2 separate regions of the Zea mays genome follow, and region 2 is linked to region 1. The links are chromatin contacts, called in public Hi-C maps. All regions are on one chromosome and are shown on one strand. Each heading gives the region's core, a stretch centred on a gene start, on an enhancer-like site or on the middle of the called end of the contact. The rest is flanking DNA. Distances are from core to core; before and after follow the strand shown.

Region 1 (5,792 bases), core at 1,820-4,319:
TTTGTGTTGCCCTACTAATGAGGCTATACTTCATCTCGATTTGTCTTGTGCCTTAGCACGATTTTCTCCTTTCCAAAATATTTTCCGAAGATCAACATTGTATCCCCTTCTTGTTCCACATGCAATATGTTGTATGATGCTTATGTTATGCAAAAATGATGTAATGATGTTATGTTATGCAAAAATGATATTTGTGCCACAGATATAAGTCCCTGTAATAGAGCACACATACTTTCTTATATCAGCGCTGACTTTTCGTTGTAAGCCTCCCTTAGGAGCTTCTTCGCCTTTTACTTTCAGCGGAATCAGCGTTTATTTTTCGCTGTAAGCCTCCCTTAGGAGCTTCTTCGCCTTTTACTTTCAGCGGAATCAGCGTTTATTTTTCGCTGTAAGCCTCCCTTAGGAGCTTCTTCGCCTTTTACTTTCGGCGGAATCAGCGCTTATTTTTCGCTGTAGATTTAGAAAACTTACTCTGCGCTCCCTTAGGAACGACTTTTTACTGTTTCGAACAATTTGCACTGTGTCCGTTAGAACAAACTTTTTGACAATACAAAGGTCCTTCATGCCACCATAAATTCGTATGCTTCGGCAACTCAAGCCTATGGAAAAGACATATTTTTATTATGGTAAATACGAAAGTGTTACAAGAAATTGAAGAACGATAAAAGACACTTAAACTTCCCATAATTGTTCCTTATCAACAAAAAGGTAATACTGAATTTAAAAATACGAACAAATTGCTGTTGAGGTAGGATATTTATCAATAAATGTGCTTTGACTCTGGCACAGTGCTATTGACTGTGCGAGCTTCGGACTCCTCTCTGAAGTTTCTTTGAAGGTGATTGTTCTGACTCCCTTCTGGCTGTTGTCCTCGCTGCGTCGGCGGTGGTGGTGGAGGATGCTGCCAGGACGCTTGGGGTTGGCTTGCCGAAGCAACAGAAGCTGCGGGGTGGTTGCCTACATATTCTGGGATATAAGGCGAATGATACGAAGCAGTATGCATGACCTGCTTCGGCTGACTTTGTTGTGCAGTTGCTTCTGCTATCTCCTTCTGCTTCTGGATGGTAACGTGACACATCCTGGTGGTATGGCCATTGTCTTCACCACAGAATAGATAATACATTTTTCTAGGCTGATCTCCAAACCTTCCCCCGAAGCCCCTGGCGCCTCTGCCCCTTGGCGCTGGCGGCCGAAAAGAACTTTGTTGTTGGCCCGAAGCTTGTGAAGAGTATTGTGGCCTTTGCTGCTGACTCCCTCGATCATCAGTTTGAGTAGAGTTATGAATTGATCTAACGTGCCTCGGGTGAAATCTTCCTCCGAAGCCCCTGGTCATTTCAGAGAACCTGAATGCTTCCTCCCTTCTTTGGCGAAAGTCATTGTCAGCTCGAATATATTCGTCCATCTTCTGGAGCAGCTTCTCCAACGTCTGTGGTGGCTTCCTGGCAAAGTACTGCGCTGAAGGTCCCGGCCGAAGCCCCTTAATCATGGCCTCAATGACAATTTCATTGGGCACTGTTGGCGCCTGTGCCCTCAGACGCAGAAACCTTCGGACATACGCCTGAAGGTATTCTTCATGGTCCTGGGTACACTGGAAGAGAGCCTGAGCAGTGACTGGCTTTGTCTGAAATCCTTGGAAACTGGTTATCAACATATCCTTCAGCTTCTGCCAAGAGGTGATTGTCCCTGGCCGGAGAGAGGAGTACCAGGTCTGAGCGACACTCTTGACGGCCATGACAAAAGACTTTGCCATGACTGCAGTATTGCCACCATACGAAGATATGGTTGCTTCATAACTCATTAAAAATTGCTTTGGGTCTGTACGACCGTCGTACATGGGGAGCTGGGGTGACTTGTAAGACTGGGGCCATGGTGTAGCCTGCAATTCTGTTGAAAGAGGAGAAGCATCATCGAAAGCAAAGTTTCCATGATGGAAATCTTCATACCAGTCGTCCTCATTGTAAAAACCTTCTTGATGAAGCTCTCTGCGCGGAGGCCTTCGGTTCTGATCATCTTGAACAAGATGACGAACCTCCTCCGAAGCTTCATCTATCTGTCTCTGAAGATCAGCTAAACGAGTCATCTTCTCCTTTTTTCGTTGCACCTGCTGCTGAAGGATCTCTAGGTTTTGGATCTCCTGATCCAAGTCATCCTCCGGAGGTGTTGGACTAGCGGCCTTCCTCTCCTGGCTTCGGACCTCCCTAAGGGAAAGGACGTCCTGATTGGGATCCAACGGCTGCAGAGTGGCAGCCCCTGTTGCTGAAGCTTTCTTCGGCGGCATGACGAAGGTGATGCTTGCCGAAGGTATTCAAATCTCAAAAAATGGAAGTGAGTTCACCGGAGGTGGGCGCCAATGTTGGGGACTTGTTCTCAAATGCTATGAATCAAGAACAAGGCAACATAAAATGTTAAATGCCAAAGCCCTTCATCCTTCGGGTCATTATTTCCCTTCGGATCTAATGAATCTAGGACGAAGATTATGAAAGACATGCCTTCATGATCATGATGAAAGATGAAGAACATTCATATAAAGTACAGAAAATAATATAATCTTTTGTGAACATTATTATTAATCTATTTCCATTTATCTTATTTGTACAAACAATATTAAATTACAAATGTACCTTCGGCTTGAAGGAGTGAAAATACAAGTATGGCGCCAAAAGCAAATGTCGAGTCAGCGTGAACAGTACGGGAGTACTGTTCATCTATTTATAGGCGCGGGTCGCAGCCCATGCAAGATTACATTAATGCCCTTTACGTTTATAAATAACTCTATAGTAATTCTTCGAGGTCTAATCTGGTTTTTCATCTTTAAGTCGGTTTCCCTTTCCGCCGTTATGTCAAAGCTCTTCTGTGCATAGCTTCGTAATGATCTTTTCCTTCGTCACAATCACCTTCCGTCCCACTCAAGCTTCGTCTTGGCCTTAATCTTATATACTCGTAATCCAATTCCGAAGATACCTGCTCACACATTTCACTTGGAAAACATTGTTAAATCATGTTTTTGAGGACCTTCGGAAGCCGAAGGCCGCCAACAAATATTAATGTTGAAGATTGTGAGGTAGAGTAGAGGATTTGCTGACTAGAATAAAATATAATATAAAAATTCATGAGTGGACAGCCTAATATCGCTGCAACGGCGGCGCCGCCGATAAAACGGCCAGCCGGGCAGCGGAGACGCGGAGTGGGGCGCGACGGCGCGTAACCTGTGGGGTTTCAGGTTTTGTCCCTGCGTGGCAGCGACCCAGCCCCATCGAGCATCGAGGCATGGAACCGGGAGCCAAATCGGAAGCAAAGCAAGGTGAGGCAGGATCTGGCGCGGGGGAAAGCGGCAGCGGCAAGGTGTATCATGAGAGGCAGAGGCTGCAATTCTGTCTCCTCCATGCTCTCAACAACCTTATGCAGGTGGATCCTATCTCTTTCTAATTTCTACCATTATCTGTATCCCCTTGACTTCATGATTATGTTCTATTTGCGCGCGGTGCTTATTGCTTCCTTTAGATGAAATTTGGCCCATGCATATCCTCTTTAGTTCCAAATTGCCCCTGGTGACTATCGATTTCCAGAGAGGGACTGATTGAGTTGCTTGTTGAAATTGTTAGTAGTTGGGCGTTGTGCTCCACTCCATTAGTTTATCTCATATTTATATATGGATTGAATCGAATCCAGCTGGTTACTGCATGTTTATCATGCTATTTGGACGCACATTTATGTGTACTGCTCATCCGTTCTGCACCCTTCTTTTTCACCCGTCGGTGGTATAAAGTTTGGCAAGATTTGCTTGTGAAACATGAATTTAATAAACCCGGGAGAAATAGATCATGTAGACTCGTTAACTCTATTGGTTATGTGTTAAATTGCAAGGTGCTTCAAAGATTATGTAGTCTGGGTTACTGAAACAACATGGACAATTCACAATTCACGAAAGCATATAAAAATGGTCACCATTCACGGACATTTCACCCAGGGGTGGATCCAGGACCGGAGCTGGCAGAGCCGCAACCCCGGTCCAGCAACCCAATTAGTACTTAGTACCCTGTAGTAATTTCAGCATAGTCATAGAAAGAGGGCCCGCAATTACAAGACGCGGGCGCATCACAGCACGTTGCAGACCCATCAGGCCATCACACATGTTTGCAATTCGCGCATCATCTTCGCGGTGGCTCCATTCATTCATATTATGGCCATCTCTAGCCTCCCCAATCCATAATCCAGCCCACTCTTTGATCTGGTTCTTGATCCGCCACTGGTTTCATCTGCTGCAGAGCACCTAGACTTGTATATTCTTCTAAAAATAAACAATATTATGATTTACGTACATAGAAATGGTTTTGCTCTTTCGCTTACCCAATAGATATGTTATGAAATCATGAATCTCTGAAAACGGCAGTTCATTTTTCTTTGTAATATGTTTCTTACTTTGGTGTGCCATACTTTTATCTGACTTCTGTAGACTAACTGTGTCAGTTATGTTTTCTGAGGTTCAGGAAAAGGAATGTTTCACCCGTGCTGAGTTGGACGGCATCGCTGGAAATCTTGTTCTCAATGATCCAAACAAGGGCCAGTGGACTCCTCTACCATTCATTTTTAAACCTCACCACAATGTTATAACTGGGAACTATGATGTGAATGTTCTCATCACAGCATTAGAAGCTAGAAACAAGAAGGTGGTTTGGCATGATCGTCGTAAAGGGGCATCATCGGTTGATCTGAATGCAGAAACATTGGTAGGCCTGGTGATCAATGTACCTATCAGGAGGTTCAGGGGGCTTTGGACTGGCAGGCATTGGGTGGCAATTCGACGCATTGATGGCATCTGGTTTAATTTGGACAGTGATCTTTCTGAACCCAAGCAGTTTAAGGACCAAGAAAACGTGATTGGGTTCCTTGACAGTGTGCTCAGCCAAGGTGGAGAACTCATGGTTGTGCTGCAAGGTGAATAACCCTATTGCCCCGAATCTCAAATGGCTACCGAATAGCCTCTTCTATGCGACTTGCCCATGCTTTTGAGTTGTCATCTGAATGAGATCACATGCACCTACTGCAGAAATTTCCTAAACCTTACGGTTTAATCGCTGATCATAATGGACAGATTGGTAAATCGAAGGTCCAGTATGCAACATATACACTTGGTTTATTCATATACTGGTTTATTGGTAAATCGAAGGTCCAGTATGCAGACACCTGCTAACCCTTGGTTTGATTTATTGCTGTGCCCGTCTCTATCATATACTGGATTGCCAAGCAGGTGTCTGCAGTAGGTAGAACATTAGCTTGCTAAATGATGAAAATAGCGAACTTCAATCCTCAGCAAGAATTAATGTTGCTGCGGAATTGTACAGAACTAATAGGGAGGTTGCTTGTGTTGTAGTTATATGCTTTGGAGAAACGAAGTTATCCCATGCTCCTAGAATTTGTCAGTTCGTTTGTAAGTACCATTGGATATCAGGGAACGTAACATTATCTGTAGACTGTACTAGTTGATACCCCTGGAGTAATCAGAGCGATGTCCCATGGTCTTTCAAATATTACAAAGCATAAAATATATGTAGCTGTAAGATCATTGTTGTTTAATGCCATCATATCGAGTTAGGAAGGTGATGATGTTGAGCTTGTTATTGAGATGCTGTGGCGATTTAATTACTTTCTCTCCTTGCCCGTGCACGCACTCATGCAATTTGGTTTCAGTTGGGGAAGCAAAATAACCAAAGGGAAAAATATGTAGTTTGCCTACTGTGTTCTCCCGAATTTCAACTTCGGACTCAGAAACGTCAGAGGAAACAAGAAAAGTA
Region 2 (5,883 bases), core at 1,890-4,389, 260 kb before region 1:
TGCATGTCTGACTGCAACTGGGTCGGAAAATTCAATCCTGCAGTCATATCAAGTCCAATGAGAAGAAAATGAATATGAAACAGCATGTTCATACATTTGCAGACATGGATTGATCTTTCATAGAACAGGTAGATGTTTTTATAATGCTGTTCATCTTGATAGATAGTTGAATACAGAAACATGACATAATAATAAATTAATAAATCAGTAACTGGTTCAGAAGTCACGTCAATATTGGTTTCTTGATTCTTCACATTTATAAAGACAACCAAAGACAAGAAACCATAAATAATGCTTCTGCCCTTGTATTGAATAGTTGAGAACTTGTAAAATAAATAAGGTCCAGAATACAAGGTGGTAAAACTAGTTTTACAAAGTCCAGACTCACCCTTGCACAGCTCGGTGGAGGAATGCTTGGTTACCGGGATCAAGTGGAAACCTTCTCAGTGCACTTAGAGAAGCATATTGCAAATTACCACGTATGATAGACTACGAAAATAAAATAAAAGTGTCACAAGATTGAGTTCAGAACATAAGACTCGCAATTTTCAGATCAAATAAACTAAGTTGGCCCATCATCTTAGCCAGATAATAATGAGCTGCAAGTTTAAGCGCACTGTAGTAATTGGTGCCTTACTGCCTTTTCATGCTTATAATTAGCAAGGTCAATAATGGTATACAAACAGGAGTCCTTAGCAGCACCAAAAATAAATGCACATTCTTGAAACGAAACAGCACCTCCTTATCACCACCTTGCTTAGTAAAAATACCCTTTTTCCGTTTTTGTTTAGTATCTGCTACCTGAAAGTATCCAGATATATCATGTAGAGAACACTGTCAACTTTAGTGCCACAGACCAGGGAAACAGAAAAGGAGCTAAGAAAAGTAGTTTAAAGACTAATGTAACTGTACAAAGAACAACTGAAATTATGGATGGCCAACCTTTTCCAAGATGCCAAACACAATTTCATTTAGCTTTTCCATCATCTCAGAACTGCTAGTGGAACAGGAGGTAAGGGCCTTCAGAGCAGCAAGTCTCCGTGCATGAACTTCAAAGGACCAGCATCCATAATTAAGAACAATGAGGAACAAAGAAACATGATTCAACAACGGAATTAAAAGGGAAAGGATGGAAACATTAATTGTTTTAAATTGGCATGGAAACTGTCTTGCTGAGCCTTTCATAATGACACTGATTCTTATTGCTCGCAACAAATATGTTCAGATTACAAATTTCAACTGAGGTATTTCATAAATTTGATCATAATAGTTGATTTTCTTATGCAATACTTTCCAGGAATATACATTCTTATTGTACTGCTTTTAAAAAATCCAAGAGGAAACCAATTCCCAACAAGAGAATAAGAAGATAGATCATAAGTTTGGTTTGAAAAAAGTAAGCAAGAAATGCGGGCAAGTAAATTTGGTTCAATTAAGTAGTCCCTGTGAAATACTCAAAGTTTTTTTTAATAAGTGGCCAAAAGTATGATTAGAAATACATTTTTCATACTATAACTTCGATGTAGACTGAGATAGTATAAAGGCATACACTCAACATCATCACTCGAGGATTCCGCTGAAAGTTGATCAACTATTCTCGGTACAACATCTGCTCGTGTCACTCCCCCGACGGCATCAATGTCTGCAAGAGCGTCCCAATTGGGCGTGGGTATGCCACCAGCAGCACTTAAACCCTGGGAACCATTATCTGACAGTATACGGGCCAGATAGTAGTATACATAGCGCAGAACATTTCTGTCCTCACATTGCTGATGGAGCTGCAAATACAAAGGAGAGTCGAAGTAATGATAGAGAGGAAATACCTAAAATAATCGATAATATTGAAGGTTATCATGACCATGGTCTATGCTAAGTATATGATTTCTGTACAACACATTTATCTAAGTATCTAATTTCTGTTGAAGACATGCAAAGGTGTGAATCCAGTTGAGAAAAACTATAATTTAACACATGCCGTTACAGTGCTATCCTTGCTGGCAAGGTTTTAAAGTCGTCCGACTAATCGCGATTAGTCGGCCTTATCGCTAGTCCAAGCTTGATTAGGGTCTACGACTCGACTAGAGCGACTAGGTAGCGATTAGTCGTCCTAGTTACCGACTAATCGCGATTAGTCGTTCGACTAGGGGTTATGGTCGACTAGTTATGTCTGTTTTGGGCCGCTAATCCGGCCTCTATTATGTGGGTCAGCTATAGGTGGACGACTAGGAGTCGACTAATCGAGCAAATCGACGACTAATCGCGATTAGTCACCTTATCGGTGCTCAGGCGACTAGAGTCGACTAGCCGACTTTAAAACCTTGCTTGCTGGTGTGTATCTGTGACTGATCTAAGTCCTACCTCCACAAAATAGCTAGAAGCAGTCGAGGAAGGGCACAGGAAAAGCTTACCATGAGAAGAGATGGAGCCACCGAAGGATCCACAGAATTGTACACAGCAAGCTTGGGGAACACACTATTTACGAGCTGCCTCTGGGAACTTTTCTACAAAAGGCATATCACAAGAGCAGATAAAGTTAACAGATCCAAGCCAGCATCATGAAATTATAATCAAAGTACCAAACCGAAGCAGCAGCCGGACGAACCTGGTCGCACGTCGCGGCGAGCTCGTGGATGCTCCGGGCCAGCTGTGCGTAGGAGACGGGCTGAACGAGAAGCATAAACTACAGCATGAGACCTGGAATGCGAATGAAGAGAGGATGAAAATCCGGGGAGAAGGGGAGGGGACGCGCCTTCTTCTTCCTGTTGCGCTGGGGCAGGACCTTGACGGGGTTAAGCGCCTTGGCAGCGGATATTGTCTCGTTCTGGATCTGCATCAGCGTCCCCTTCTTCGACTTGCGATCCGCCGCCGGAGCCACGGGCTTCCCCAAAAGGGAGCCACCGGCGCTGCCGACGCCCGAGGAGGACTGCTGCTGCGACGATGCCCCGGCAGTCGACGTGGCCGAAGGATCCGAGGTGATGAGATCCATCAGCGTGGTGCCCGACGAGTCCTGCCCGGAGGCCATGGTCGCGGAGCGAGGGGCCGCGCCGCGCGAGCGGGAGATCTCCGGCGAGCAGGCTTGTCTGTCTAGCCTAGTGGGACTTTTCGGGTCGGGTCGGGTCGCACGCAGGACAGGACGGAGGGACAAGCCGAGAAGGTATGGATTGCTGGATCCAACCGCCAAGCTGGATTGGCAATTTGGCGTGCGTTTGCCCGGTGGGACGGGACGGAAAACGGGAATTCACGACCAGGAACGGCAACGGTAAATTCTCCATATTATAGGATGTTTCTAAAACATTTGATTTATATGATAAATCTAATATTTTAATATAAATATATTTATATTTAAGAACAATTGGATCTATACCATTAAAAGATCCAAACTTTAGATATATACCATGGACCCCACATGTCATTGACTCATGTAGACCCACATGTAAGTGAGATATTAATGGTATAGATCCAAAGTGGTGATCTTTTAATGGTATGGATCCAAATTTCCCTTATATTTATATAGAATGTAAAGCTTATTTTTAGTCATATCATTAAGTGGATGTTTGATTACACTAAATCTAACAGTTAGTGACTACAATTAGTCGGAGATATTCAAACACTCTAGTTAGTAGTTTAATTATTAATTATAATTTCACTAGCAATTTTTTAGTCAACTAACAATTAACTATGGTGTATTCAAACACCCCCTAAGAACATTATAAGATACAAGAATAAAAAATTGTTTATATTTTTGTATGCATTATTTTCTGTCTATAATGAAAAAAACGGAAAAAAACATCTGAATCTGTATTTGTATCTGTATCCGAATTTTATATCAATTATTTAAAAAGATATAGAACCAATTTAATGTTTATTTTTTATGAATATTAGTAAACTCAATGCTAAAAATAAGAATATAATTTTATAAAGCAAATTCTATAGTTATTTATTCACAATCGAAGAAAAAAGATAAAAAAAATTAACATCCGAATAAAGATGTGGATCCATCACTACCATCTGAAAATAGCTTTTTATATCATATAATCCCACGAACACTTACGAGTGATGTTTGAAAGGGAAGTGGGCTTAATCATTTCCTATAATCGATTTTAGTGGTTGACGCCCATCACAAACCACGAGGACTAACTAGTTTGCCTAGATATCTTTTGTCTCAGGTGCATAAAGTTTAACACAAACCAAGAGAGAAATTTAGTTGGGGACTCAATTTAATTTGGAGCAAAGGACTTGAGTGTGTGCTGCAAATGGCGCACTGGACAGTGTCCGGTGCACCAGGTCGAGCTCCACTCAAACCAGCCACTCTCGGGTTTCTTCTGGGCGCGCTCCGCTATAATTCACCGGACTGTCCGACGTGCACCGGACATGTTCGGTGAGCCAACGGAGCAACGGTAACCTGGCGCCAACAATCGACTGCAGAGTGAACAGTGCGCGTCAGAGTTCAGATCAGAAAAGTCAGAGCGCACCGGACATGTCCGGTGCAGCTACAGGACAAGGGTTCCAACGATCAAGTCGCTCCAAATCCCAACGGACGTGCTGACGTGGCGCACACCGGACAGTGAATAGTACTTGTCCAGTGCGTCACCAAACTGTCTGGTGTGTCTATCGCCAGCAAAAACAACCAACAGCTAAAAAGTGGTTGGAGGCTATAAATACCCCCAACCACCTCCTTCAACGACATTCAAGATTTCTTAAGTTCCTATTCAATACAAGAGCAATAGTATTCACTCCAAGACACATTCCAAAGATCAAATATTCTCCAAGTCTCAAAATCAACTCAACCACTTAGTGACTTGAGAGAGAGTTTTTGTGTTCATTTGTTGCTCTTATTGCTTGGATTGCTTTCTCCTCCTCTATTCTTATTCTCACAAGTGCTTTGTAAAGCTATCAAGGGACACCTAAGTGTGTGGTGATCCTTGCGGGGTCTTAGTGACCCAAGTGATTAAGGAGAAAGCTCATCCGGTCTAAGTGACCGTTTGAGAGAGGAAAATGGTTGGAATAGATCCGGCCTATATGGCCTCCTCAACAGGGACTAGGTTCTTTGGAACCGAACCTCGGTAAAAACAAATCACTGTGTTCACTTGCATTGGTCTTCAGTTGATTTGTTTCCCTTCTTTCCTCTCTCTAAATTTTTGAAAGTCGCCTAGCGGGGTGAATAGGTAAAACCTGAAATTTATAAACTTAAACACACACTAAGGCCGGGGTTAGCGTTAGAATTAAATCTGAGGTGGAAGATTGTTTCTCTTGCCACGAGTTGCTCAAATGATGCGGGTGACGTTTGGGAGCAAACTCAAATCAATATTGGCAAGGAAACTTTAGAGAGAGGAAAGGGAGCAAACAAATCAAATGCAAATCACACAAGTGGACACGATGATTTGTTTTGCCGAGGTTCGATTCCAAAGAACCTAGTCCCTGTTGAGGATGCCACAAAGGCCGAGTCTATTCCAACCATTTCTCTCTCTCAAACGGTCACTTAGACCGAATGAGCCTTCTACTTAATCAAACGGGTCATTAAGACCCCACAAGGACCATCACACACTTAGGTGTCTCTTGCTTAGCTTTACAAAGCACTTAAGAATAAGAATGGGAAGGAAGAAAGGCAATCCAAGCGACAACAGCACAAATGAACACAAAATCTCTCTCTCTCAAGTCACTAAGTGGTTGAGTTGATTTTGGGACTTGGAGAGGATTTGATCTTTTGGAATTGTGTCTTGGAGTGAATGTTATTGCTCTTGTATTGAATGAGGATTTCAGAAAACTTGGATAGCTTTGAATGAGGTGGTTGGGGGTATTTATAGCCCCCAACCACTTCCTAGCCGTTGGCTGCATTTGTTGTCGATGGGCGCACCGGACACTGCACTGTTCATTGTCCGGCGC

What was found. A called contact is a pair of places that touch in the nucleus more often than the background predicts.
Region 2: a contact with region 1 is called in a Hi-C map of leaf, with 5 times the contacts expected there. The contact joins the promoter of LOC100274171 here to the promoter of LOC100282423 in region 1. A contact is called at or near these places in 4 of 25 Hi-C or Micro-C datasets (ear, leaf and leaf mesophyll).

Annotation. Positions count from the first base shown.
Region 1 is chr1:38,221,733-38,227,524 of Zm-B73-REFERENCE-NAM-5.0, reverse strand. It overlaps LOC100282423, which reads left to right and starts at 3,069. Exons shown (of 2, transcript NM_001155334.2): 1 at 3,069-3,405; 2 at 4,488-5,599. The coding sequence starts at 3,268. The coding sequence ends at 4,943.
Region 2 is chr1:38,477,430-38,483,312 of Zm-B73-REFERENCE-NAM-5.0, reverse strand. LOC100274171 (SH3 domain-containing protein) reads right to left here and starts at 3,139. Exons shown (of 25, transcript NM_001360553.1): 1 at 2,750-3,139; 2 at 2,603-2,662; 3 at 2,409-2,501; 4 at 1,550-1,778; 5 at 943-1,049; 6 at 739-801; 7 at 389-489; 8 at 1-37. The coding sequence starts at 3,022.